Linked DNA regions of Mus musculus: regions 2 and 3 are each linked to region 1. A link is a contact called in public Hi-C and promoter capture Hi-C data. All regions are on one chromosome and are shown on one strand. The core of a region is the stretch at or near the end of the contact, and the rest is flanking DNA. Distances in the headings are between cores, read along the strand shown.

Region 1 (3,273 bases), core at 222-2,721:
CCTAATCTGGGTGGATGATCAATCTCTTCGGCCTGGCCTCACTCCGGTTTGTCAGCATGACCCCTGGATTGACCACCCAGTACTATCGGAGTCTTTCTCATCCTCTTGCTCTCTAAGCAGCGTACTGACACTAGGAAATGAGGCTCCTGCTCTCTAAATCACTAGGTTGCTCATGTCAAACCTCATTCTTGCCTTGTCCAGTCCAGCTCCTTTTCTTTTTTTTTTTTTTTTTGGTTTTTCAAGACAGGGTTTCTCTGTATAGCCCTGGCTGTCCTGGAACTCACTTTGTAGACCAGGCTGGCCTCCAACTCAGAAATCCGCCTGCCTCTGCCTCCCAAGTGCTGGGATTAAAGGCGTGCGACACCACCCGGCCCAGTTCCTTTTCTTAATGATGGACATCACAGTCAGTGGCTATGGCAGTGGCTGGTTACAAATAAGGGATAGCCAAGGTGGTGGAGGAAGTTGGGAAGCCTACTAAAATTGCAGACCCAGTCAGCCTGAGCTTCTAGGTTGCCTTGGAGAAGCAGAGAGCCCCCCCACCCACCCACCCTCCAGTGGGCTGAGGCCCTCCCTGCTTATCTTAAGGACTTATTGCCAAAGGCTAGAGTTCTATATGAATCGCTTGGGGGCCTGTGTGGATTTATTTAGCCTAGACTGGTTCAAAGGGCTGGCTCCCTGCAGGCCCATTCGCTTAACCAATGGAAGAAGAAAGTGAGTTTGCTGCAAGTCTGAAGTGGAAGGACCAGAATCCAGTCTCACCATTTTTCATTTCCAGAAAGCCTCAAATCCAGAAAGGAACCGCGAGGGCTTCGAGGACTCTTAGCGTAGCCTGCACCTCAAAAGCGTCCCTTTAGGAACAGCTGGTGCCTAAAGACCACGGTTCCACTATTCCCTGGTTGGGCACCACGGATGGAAGGTAGGAAAGAGCCTAGTAGTCAGGGAGGCCTGAATGCCAGAATAGTCCCGCGAGCTTGAAGTCCAAGGCCCCACCCAGAATCGGGGCTGCCCTGCTTGCCAAAGCCAGGCTGTAGGCTGAGACCCGCCCCTGTGCCAAAAGTCCCGCCCAGGGCCACCCGCATTCCAGAGTCCAGGTCTGGGGTAGTCCTCCCGTTGTTCCAAAGCTGCGTCCAAGATAGAATCCTCCCGTCGCCTTGTCAAAGCGAAGACTAAGACGGAGAACTCGCGGGTTTCCTAAGTCCCACCCAGCACAGAGTCCTCAGGTCCTAAAGCCCCTCCCAGGGCCGAGGACACGCACAGCCCGCCGAAGCCCTGTTGCACCCGCGGAGAAGCTGCACAGCTTTGCTTCTGACTTTATGGGGCTCCCTCGCCCCGCCCTGTCCCATGTGATCACCAATCAGAGCTAGGTGCTGCGCTCGCAGGCGCCGGTCGGGAGGACCCGCCCGCAGGCCAATCGGTGGTGCGTCCGCGGGGGGGCGGGGCTGCGGCGGACGCGCGGCGGGGGCGGGGAAGCAGCTAGCTGTCGGGATCGGGCGGCGCGGGCGCAGGACGTGGAGGAGGCCTGGCTGGCGGCGGCGCAGGCCGGTGTGGCACGGTGAGGACGCGGCGGCCGTGGGCGGGGGAGGGGAGCGAGCCGCGCAGGGGCGCTGGGTTGGGCATGGGCTTCCTTCGTTGGCCGGACCTCAGCGGAACCCGAGCCGGACCAGGCCTGAGGCTGGCCGTCCACCAGAGAAAGTCCACGCCCGGCTCTGAGGCCTTCGTGAGGCGCGCCAGAGTCCGCGTTTGACAACACACGTCTGTGGACGGCCTGTCGGTGGAGGGCGAAGGGAGGGAGAGTCTCGGGTCCAGTCTGGATGTCCGCTGAGGACTGGCTGGAGAGTTGCTTTTGTAGATGGGCAGTCTGGGGAGGGCTGAGAGCTGCAGAGTTCCAAGGAGCCAGGCTGTCAGCAGAGTACTGAGGACAGGAACAGCACACGTGGAGACCAGCTGTCGAGGAAGGGGGGTGATCAGAGTCTCAGCATCTCTCGTGGACACTGAGTGTCCCGTGATGGGTTAAGGGCCACAAGAATGTCCTGCTGAAGACCGCCCCCACCCCCAGGCCAGTGCTCTACAAAGCACCTTGGGAAGCAGCACCCGGAGCCACAAATGAAAGCCCAGAAGGGCATTCTTTTTTCTTCTCGGCCTTTCCTTCAGAACTGAGACTCGGATATTCTTACTCTGCTAAGATCTAGAAACAGTACTGGCCCACTGCCTTTTACTCATCCGAGATTATAAGCACCTTTGCCATTTACACACGTGGCAGTGATTTCTTAAACTCTTTCATGTCCCAGTAATGGTGATGAAAAATTGAAATGAAAACAAGGCATTCGTGAAGGAAATAATGTCGATACACCGTGCTGAGAAAGAATGGAGAGCCTTAAGATTCCGGACAGAATCTTTAAAGGGGTGGCCTTTCTCCCTAGCTTTGTTCTGTTTCCATGAGGTGTTTTTGACTGGGCCACTGTGAAAATATTTGGTAATTAGTGGGTAGCACCGAATTAGAGTCGGTCTTGTGGAGACGGCATTATGATCAGCAGCACAGATTCTCACAGTGTTAGCAAGATGGAAAGGTCATTTGAAATGGGGAGGTATGAAGTAACCTTTACTTGTAGGCCAAATAAAAGTTTTGTGAGTTTCGGGACGTGGGAAGGCATTTGTGAAGCGCTTTGTGGCTGTTTCGTTGTCAGTTCTAAAGTTTTCATATATCCCTGTCCCCCACCGTTTTTTGTTGAGACAGTTTCCATAGCCCGGGCTGGCCTCCAACCCGTCATCCTCCTTTGTCAGCCACCTGAGGGCTGAGTGTAGGTGGAGCACAGGGGTGCGCCATGGCTTCCTATGCATAGCCCCGTTTTAAATAAAGCACGGGAAGACCTTGCCCGGTGGGGTTGTGGATGACTCTCTGGGATACCGCAACCATGTAAACCTCTGCTTCTCCGGTGTCCTTGCCCTGCCACATTGTAGAGATGGTGATTATCGAGTTAGGTTCCTTCCTACAGATTCCTTTACAGAGAGGACTCAGGTGTATCTCTCATTTGCCCCGCCTCAGGTTCCTCATCCATAGAGTGGGTTTAGAATGTATTTACCTCAGACGCTTGTTGCCATGACTAAGAATCAGTTTTTCAAAGCCGCTAAGATGCCCTGCATCCAGTAAGTACTTCATTAACTGTTACTGACAAGTGAAAGGGCGACCTGAGTCAGTGGCAGCGCAGGCTAGCCCTGGGTATTTGTAAGAAGAGCTAGAGACTTGGTGATTCCACAGAGTTATCCCACTTGAAA
Region 2 (3,273 bases), core at 197-2,696, 600 kb before region 1:
ACAAAAGAGCCGTGTTGGCTCCTTATAAAAATATGGGGTGGCAGCACACCCAGTCCGTCTGTAGAAGTGGAATAGCTGGGCCAAGGCTGTCTCATATAACAACTTCTGTTTCCAGAAGGAAGTATCACCAAGACAGAAATGATAAGACCCCCAACCTCTGGGGGTACAACTTGAGACTGGGCTGGGGGACCCCTACAATCTACATCATTTGGACAAAAGAAACCCAGGCCAACAGGACAGTCCAATTGAGTTGAGAATCTGAGAATCCCTTCGTAGATAATCTTGTGGACAGGCCACTGGACACCTGAAAGTAGTGATAACCTTAACTCTGGGTCCCTTTACTCTTTTTAACCCAGCTGGCTGCACCCACTCCGTATACAGCCAAGGATGACTGGGAACTATTGATGCTTTTGTCTCCGCCTCCCAAGTGCTGGAATTCTGAGGGGTTTCCATTGAGCCCGGTCTTCCTCCCTCTTGTCCTTGCCTCTGAATGACAACATGAGCCCTGGAGTTCCTGCAGAATCTGAAATGAGGGCTCCAGGAGTGATCCCAGGTACTGCCAGCTAAGAGGGCGCATGGAGACTTAGCCGTACCTCTCACCTGTGGAAAGAGGGCTGGTTCACTTGACTTGCATTTGGGGAGACTGAATCCAGACAGCTGGGCACTCCCCAGAAGTGACACTTCACCCACACTATCAGAGTAGGAGACAGAATGTGTCTCTCCAGAATATTCCCCCAGTTTTAAAAGTTCCTCTCCCTCAAAATCTGTCCCTCCTCCTACCGATAGACAGCAGATCACCTCTGTCCACACCTTGTATTGGTACTGGTATTGGACAGCTCAACCTTTGAACGGTTTTGTTGTGCTAGCCTAAAATGCCCCTGCAGCTCTGTAGCCCTTACATAGGAGCCTCAAGGCAGAACTGCGTTCATCAGTGTGTCTTCACTCCACACACACCTCAACAACAACAAAAAGTCGATCCTAAAACACGGCCAGTGCTACTGACAGCTTCTCTTTATGCCTAATTTGAATCTAAATAGTCACACCTTTATGGACTATGTACTTGACAGCCGTGCATTTTCCCAAGCCGCTTTGCACCCGATGGCTACTGCCCAGGCCAATTGGAGGACTCTGGCGGAATCGCATCAGGGTAACCACAAGAATCATTCCCGGAGTCTGAGGACCGACTGGAAGAGGTGTCACCTGCGTCCCTGCGAAAGCGACGGTCCCGCCTCCAAGACTACCCCGCAAGCCATAGTTGCAGCGCGCAGGCTGAAGATGCCCAGCCTTCCCCAGCGTCCTGCCTCGCGTTCTGCTCCGCCGCTCGCGCCGCGTCTCGGTGCACAGGCCCGGGGCCGCACACAGCGCCCCCGGTGGCTGCCGAGCCCAGCCTGAGCGGGGCGGCGCACGGCGCGGGGACGGGCCGGGCGGCTCCCGGCGCGACTTCCTGTTGTGCCCGCGCCCGGCCGCCACCGCCGCCGCCGCCGCCGCCACCACCACCGCCACCGCCACCGCCACCGCCGCCCGGGCCCCTCGCCCACTGACCGCGGCCTACAGTGGCCGCCGCCCATGGATTTCACCTAGCGCCGGTGGTCATGGCGGCGCAGTGCTGCTGCCGCAAGGCGCCCGGCGCCGAAGCCGCGCCCGCCCGCCCGCCGCCGGAGCCGCCGCCCGCCCTGGACGTGGCCTCGGCCTCCAGCGCGCAGCTCTTCCGCCTCCGCCACCTGCAGCTGGGCCTGGAGCTGCGGCCCGAGGCGCGTGAGCTGGCCGGCTGCCTGGTGCTGGAACTGTGCGCGCTGCGGCCCGCGCCCCGCGCGCTCGTGCTCGACGCGCACCCGGCCTTGCGCCTACACTCGGTCTCGTTTCGCCGCGCCTCCGCCGTCTCCGAGTCGCCGTGCACCTTCGCCTTCCCTGCCCCGGGGTCGGGGCCCCCGCTGCCCGGCTTCGCCGATGCGCCTGGAGCGGAGTCTGCCAGCTGCCCGCTGGCCTTCAGGCTGGACCCGTTCACCGACTATGGCTCCTCTCTGACCGTCACACTGCCTCCCGAGGTGCAGGCGCACCAGCCCTTCCAGGTCATCCTACGCTACACCTCGACCGACGCCCCGGCCGTGAGTCCCGCCCGGGTGGGCTTCTGGATTGTGGGCGGTCAGCGGGGTTTTGAAGGCACCCCTCGTTCATTTCACTGCTGGGCCAGCTGCACCCTGCCCCTGGGACACCTGCAGAGGGCGAGGGGCAGCCTGGACCAAGAGTCTGTCTGCCCTAGGTGGCATATTGCCTACAAGTTCTTCGAGTAGAGCCCCAGGTCCAGGCCCGGTGGACAGTGGAGATACTCAACAGTGTGTTTCTCAGGGGAAGGGGAGAACGACAACTTCCCGTCTTGTACCAGTATCTGGGTACAAGAGCAGCTTCTGGTGGGGCTCTGCTAAGTCAGCTGTAAGAGCCCAGCATTGAGGGGTGTTCTGAGAGCGCCTGATACAGAAGGGCCACCCTGTGACCTGCACCTTCACAGGGCTTGAGGACACCCGGGTCTGTTCTCTGGAGGTGGAACGAGGGACAGTGGGTGACAGACAAGGCCTTGTGAGCTGTGAGGCGTGGCTTTGGGCTCCCTACACTGTATTGTGACATGCTGGGGCAGGTGTGCTCCACCTCCTAATAGACACACAGGGCTCTGCTCAGGCTTTCCGCACAGAGCACCCACCATCCCACAGGTCCCGATGGAAAAAGCAAAGGATGTAAAGCTAGTGTTGGGGTAGCACAGGGCCAATGGGGTTGCAGAATGGAACAGGACCTTTGACTCCTGAAGCACGGTTCCTCCCTCCAGCTCCCCAGGTAGGAGAGAGTGCTCATGTGACATCTACCATGGATACACAGAGCACAGGCAGCAGCTCTGCAGGGCCCTTGGAAGGTTCATCTGCCCCCACCTGGGGAGCCCAAAGGAACAGGCCAGGAGCCACAAAGGGACAAGTTGACATCTGGGCAGAAAAAGACCAGATGGGATTCACATCTGTGGGCTTCCTGCACTCTTCTCAGGAGTCTTGACTGGGGCCTGCCACCTCTTCCCAGAGTCCCTGCCCCTGCGCCTGTAACTAGTCACCAGGGCTCAGCCCTCTGCTGGCTGTGGTAGGCTGTGGTAGTGTGAAGCCTCTGCAGATGTTAGGCCTACTGCTTAGCATGCCAGGTGAAGACTGATGAGGGAGGCACTTCCTGGCTGCCACTTGTGGATGTGTGCTGTGTGTGTTTGTTCTGCCATTAACAGCAGAGGGATGGGAATGGACC
Region 3 (3,273 bases), core at 449-2,948, 570 kb after region 1:
GCACAACCTGCCTTTGCCTAGCTACTGCTGATGTAGAATAACTTTACTGACCCTGACAGTCACCTCATACCCTCATCATCTCACCTCATCAAAGATCCCCACCTCCTTTCTTAACTCTATATAAACAAAAGACTGATACAATAAAATGAGTTCCTGCTTTGACACTCCCTGCCCATGTGTTTGTTTTGAGCCTTACCATCCTGCTCAGCCCCAGAGAGACTCTACTGGACCCGGTTCTCTCCTCTCGCCTGAACCTGCCAGCAGAGAGTCGACAAACTGGGACCCCGTGTGAGGATCAAACTCATGACCTTCAGATTATGAGACATGTTAGTAGACATGTATATTAGTTAGAGTTCTCTAGAGTCACAGTGTCTTGCATCAGCAAGATCCGGATCATAGGTGTGCCCTCTGTTTCTGAATTGTAGTTCATTCTAAATATAGTCAAGTTAACAACAGAGAATAGCCATCACGTGTGTGTATAGCATCTCTCCAGAAAAAGCTTGTCACAACATAATTGGCATCTGAACAGAAACATAAGAGAACCCAAGGTAAGTTTGGAGTAGTGAGTGCATGGTCCTGGCTATTGATAGAAGACATTCCCTGATCATCCTCGTTTTTTCGTATAGGACCATTGTTAATACTCACATCCAGCACCTGCATCCAGTGTGTGGATGTGAGTATGAACAATGGCCCTATATGAAAAAACGAGGATGATCAGAGAATGTTCAGTGCCTGAACTTCTGGAACTGGGAAAGGCTTTAAAACAAGCAATGGAAGAGCCTGTTGCAGCCTGCCTTGTGAGGGTGTGGGACATGAGAGCAGATGGGACCCATCTTACTGCTGTGAAGAGAGGGAAATAGCAGTGTAACTTCCCATCTCATCTTAAGGCAAAGGCTTCGAAACCCAAGAGGCTGGGAGAGAAATCCGGTCCTAATAGACTGGCTTCTCAAAGCCCTTAGGAACACTTGGTTATCTCTGTCTGAAGTCCCTGTAGATGTCCATGAACTGAAAACAACATAGGACAGGTGCTACGGAGGGAACCAGGAGCAAGAGAAGCTATGCATAGACTGTAGTTCTCTGGGCTAGACAGAACTATGCTCACAGGAGAATTAAGGAGAAAGCTGATCTAATAGGGACCTCCAGATGGGTATGGGACTTAGTGGCTTTGCTGAGCCCCAGGAGGGATTTTTTTGTTTTGTTTTTTTTGTTTTTGTTTGTTTTATGAAAAGAGACTTGGCAGACTGTAGTAGTGATCTAGACTGTCATGGGAATTGTGTTCACACCATGCCAAAATGCATGGAGGAGGTGGGTGAGTAAATAGACGGTAGAGTCTATCTGGGTCACCTGGAAGCAAACGTGGCTAGATTTGTTTTGAGCTGTTGGTGTACCTGTTCTCAAACCCCAAAAGACCACCAAGGAGTCGACTCTGATGCAATCGCACTAGGGTCTTTTACTCAAGCAGGACAGGAAGGTGGAGCCTTGAGCCTAGTTTTAGGTAAGCATTTTATAGAGGCAAGCAAACAAGCAAGAAGGTTCCTAGCCTGGGACACATTTGATTGATGGGGCGAGGGGAGCTTTATGGCCTTTAACATAATTGGCTGGGGCTGGGAGCCAAACCACAAGCTTAACTTCTGTTTTTCTCCTGACTGGTGGTTGTTAGCCAGGGGAAGGCTTGTACCCTGGAGGAGTAGATTTGTTGGGAAGTAACCTAGAAGCTCTTGCTAGTTGCAGGCTTGTTAGCTAACTCGAGTTCAACTATAAGTCAAGTTCTCTAAGATGGAGTCTGGACCCAAAAGCTCTGGTCTCTCAGGAGTTCCTAGGGTGAATATTGATAGAGAAATAATTCATGTGAGCTAGTTAATGATAACCATGCCAATTAAGCCAATTAAAATGCATGAGTCCTTTTGTATTGATGGCCAGACCAGGAAAGAATGGACTTATGCATCTGAAAAGTCTCTGGGTGTTCAAGCTCAAGGGTACAGTGTTTTAAAGACAAACCCTTAATGTTTGGGTGTGGGAGGATTATATCAGTGGGCGATTTAGAGTTGTCTAGTAATGTCTGCTCTCTTTGTAAGGCTCAGTGGTATCTCTCAGACACTTCATTATATGTTTGAACTATGGTCCATGGACAGTCCCTGAAGCATTGCCCAGGTGAAGGTGGCTATTGGGGCCTGGGTGGCAGGGGTGGGGGTGGGGTGTGTGTGAGACTTCAGGAGCCTATTTGGGATTTGATATGACTGGAAATTTCTGGTCCAGGAGAGGAAAGGAGCCTTTTTTTTTTTTTTTTTAAATTAACTTTTACATTTTAAAAACACAAATCAAGACACACAGCGTACAGACGGTGCCACCCAGTGGCAGAAACCGGAGAAACCGGCAGACTCTCCAGAGACGAAAAGACTAACCAAACAGAGCGAGCAATGGCTTGTAGAGGCTCCCACCTAGTGGCAGAACACGGAAAAAGCGGGGACTCTCAGAGTCCCAGGTTAGGGTTATGCTTTTTAGAGGGCTGAGGTAACCTTTGGGCTATGGTTTAAAAGGTTAGGATTGGGGTTATGGTTTGTATTAGAGGGTTAGGGTTAGGTAGATTTGTGTTTAGTGTTAGGGATAGATGCTTAGGAGAGTTAATGCTAGTATTTAGGGTTTCTGTGTAGGTTGGATCTTGAGTTAAGGTTAGGGTTAGGGTTTCAAAGGTCATAAAGAAAATCTCTAGTCAACACTGCCCAACGCTATGACTATTTATGAATAGTGTATAAACCTGTGTTTAGTGGTGCACCTAAGCAGGAAAGGTGTAGAAACTTATTTCCAGGGTGTTTACGCTGGAACTATAGTGGAATTTTTAGGAGAATCACTGTATGTAGTGTAAACAGAATCAATGGTTTCCTAGAAGGACTTAGACCTTTAAGAAATCTTTGTGCAAAACAGTGGTTGTTTTCTATGATTATTTATAGAGTTGGGTTTTTTTTTTTCTTTGAAGGATCTTTACAGCCTTTGCATGATTTTGGCCACAAGACAATCCTGGCACACCTAGAGCATCTTGCATTATTAGATACTGTACCAATAAGGACTAAAGTTGTAGCAGCGCGATGTTTTCCTTCCAAAACATTAGAGCAGGGGCTTTGGGTATGAGGAACTTGTTTTACTCAAAGAACAGCTTTAGTGTAACAATGAATAAATAATGCCTTTGCTCTGCTGTTTGAGATCTAGTCCACAGAGGCTGATCTCCTTGCTGCCAGGAGCCCTTAATTCATTCTTAAGTGTCCCTCTTTGAACGCC

The links. A called contact is a pair of places that touch in the nucleus more often than the background predicts. Capture Hi-C pulls out chosen DNA fragments and counts their contacts.
Region 2: a promoter capture Hi-C map of liver shows a contact between it and region 1, with 2.6 times the contacts expected there. The contact joins the promoter of Rnpepl1 here to the promoter of Farp2 in region 1. A contact is called at or near these places in 3 of 39 promoter capture datasets (the SN4741 cell line, cranial neural crest and liver), 1 of 484 Hi-C or Micro-C datasets (embryonic stem cells), 2 of 115 datasets of contacts at active chromatin or transcription factors (embryonic stem cells and pancreatic cancer cells) and 2 of 9 other capture datasets (liver and pancreatic islet).
Region 3: a contact with region 1 is called in a Hi-C map of the G1E-ER4 cell line, with 7 times the contacts expected there. The contact joins the enhancer-like site here to the promoter of Farp2 in region 1. A contact is called at or near these places in 1 of 15 datasets of contacts at CTCF or cohesin (embryonic stem cells) and 4 of 484 Hi-C or Micro-C datasets (the G1E-ER4 cell line, embryonic stem cells and granulosa cells).

Annotation. Positions count from the first base shown.
Region 1 is chr1:93,510,633-93,513,905 of GRCm38.p6, forward strand. It overlaps Farp2 (FERM, RhoGEF and pleckstrin domain protein 2), which reads left to right and starts at 1,472. Exons shown (of 27, transcript NM_145519.2): 1 at 1,472-1,552.
Region 2 is chr1:92,909,379-92,912,651 of GRCm38.p6, forward strand. Rnpepl1 (arginyl aminopeptidase (aminopeptidase B)-like 1) reads left to right here and starts at 1,447. Exons shown (of 11, transcript NM_181405.4): 1 at 1,447-2,105. The coding sequence starts at 1,593. 5033417F24Rik (RIKEN cDNA 5033417F24 gene) reads right to left here and starts at 1,386. Exons shown (of 2, transcript NR_138578.1): 1 at 1,201-1,386; 2 at 1-600.
Region 3 is chr1:94,076,878-94,080,150 of GRCm38.p6, forward strand. No RefSeq gene overlaps it. Among named protein-coding and RNA genes, the nearest start is that of Pdcd1, 26 kb to the left of the region's middle. Within about 2 kb of position 1,699, at least 39 of the 459 cell types and tissues checked have an H3K27ac peak or open chromatin away from gene starts, as enhancers often do. A contact at or near this core is called in the G1E-ER4 cell line and granulosa cells, where this site is marked.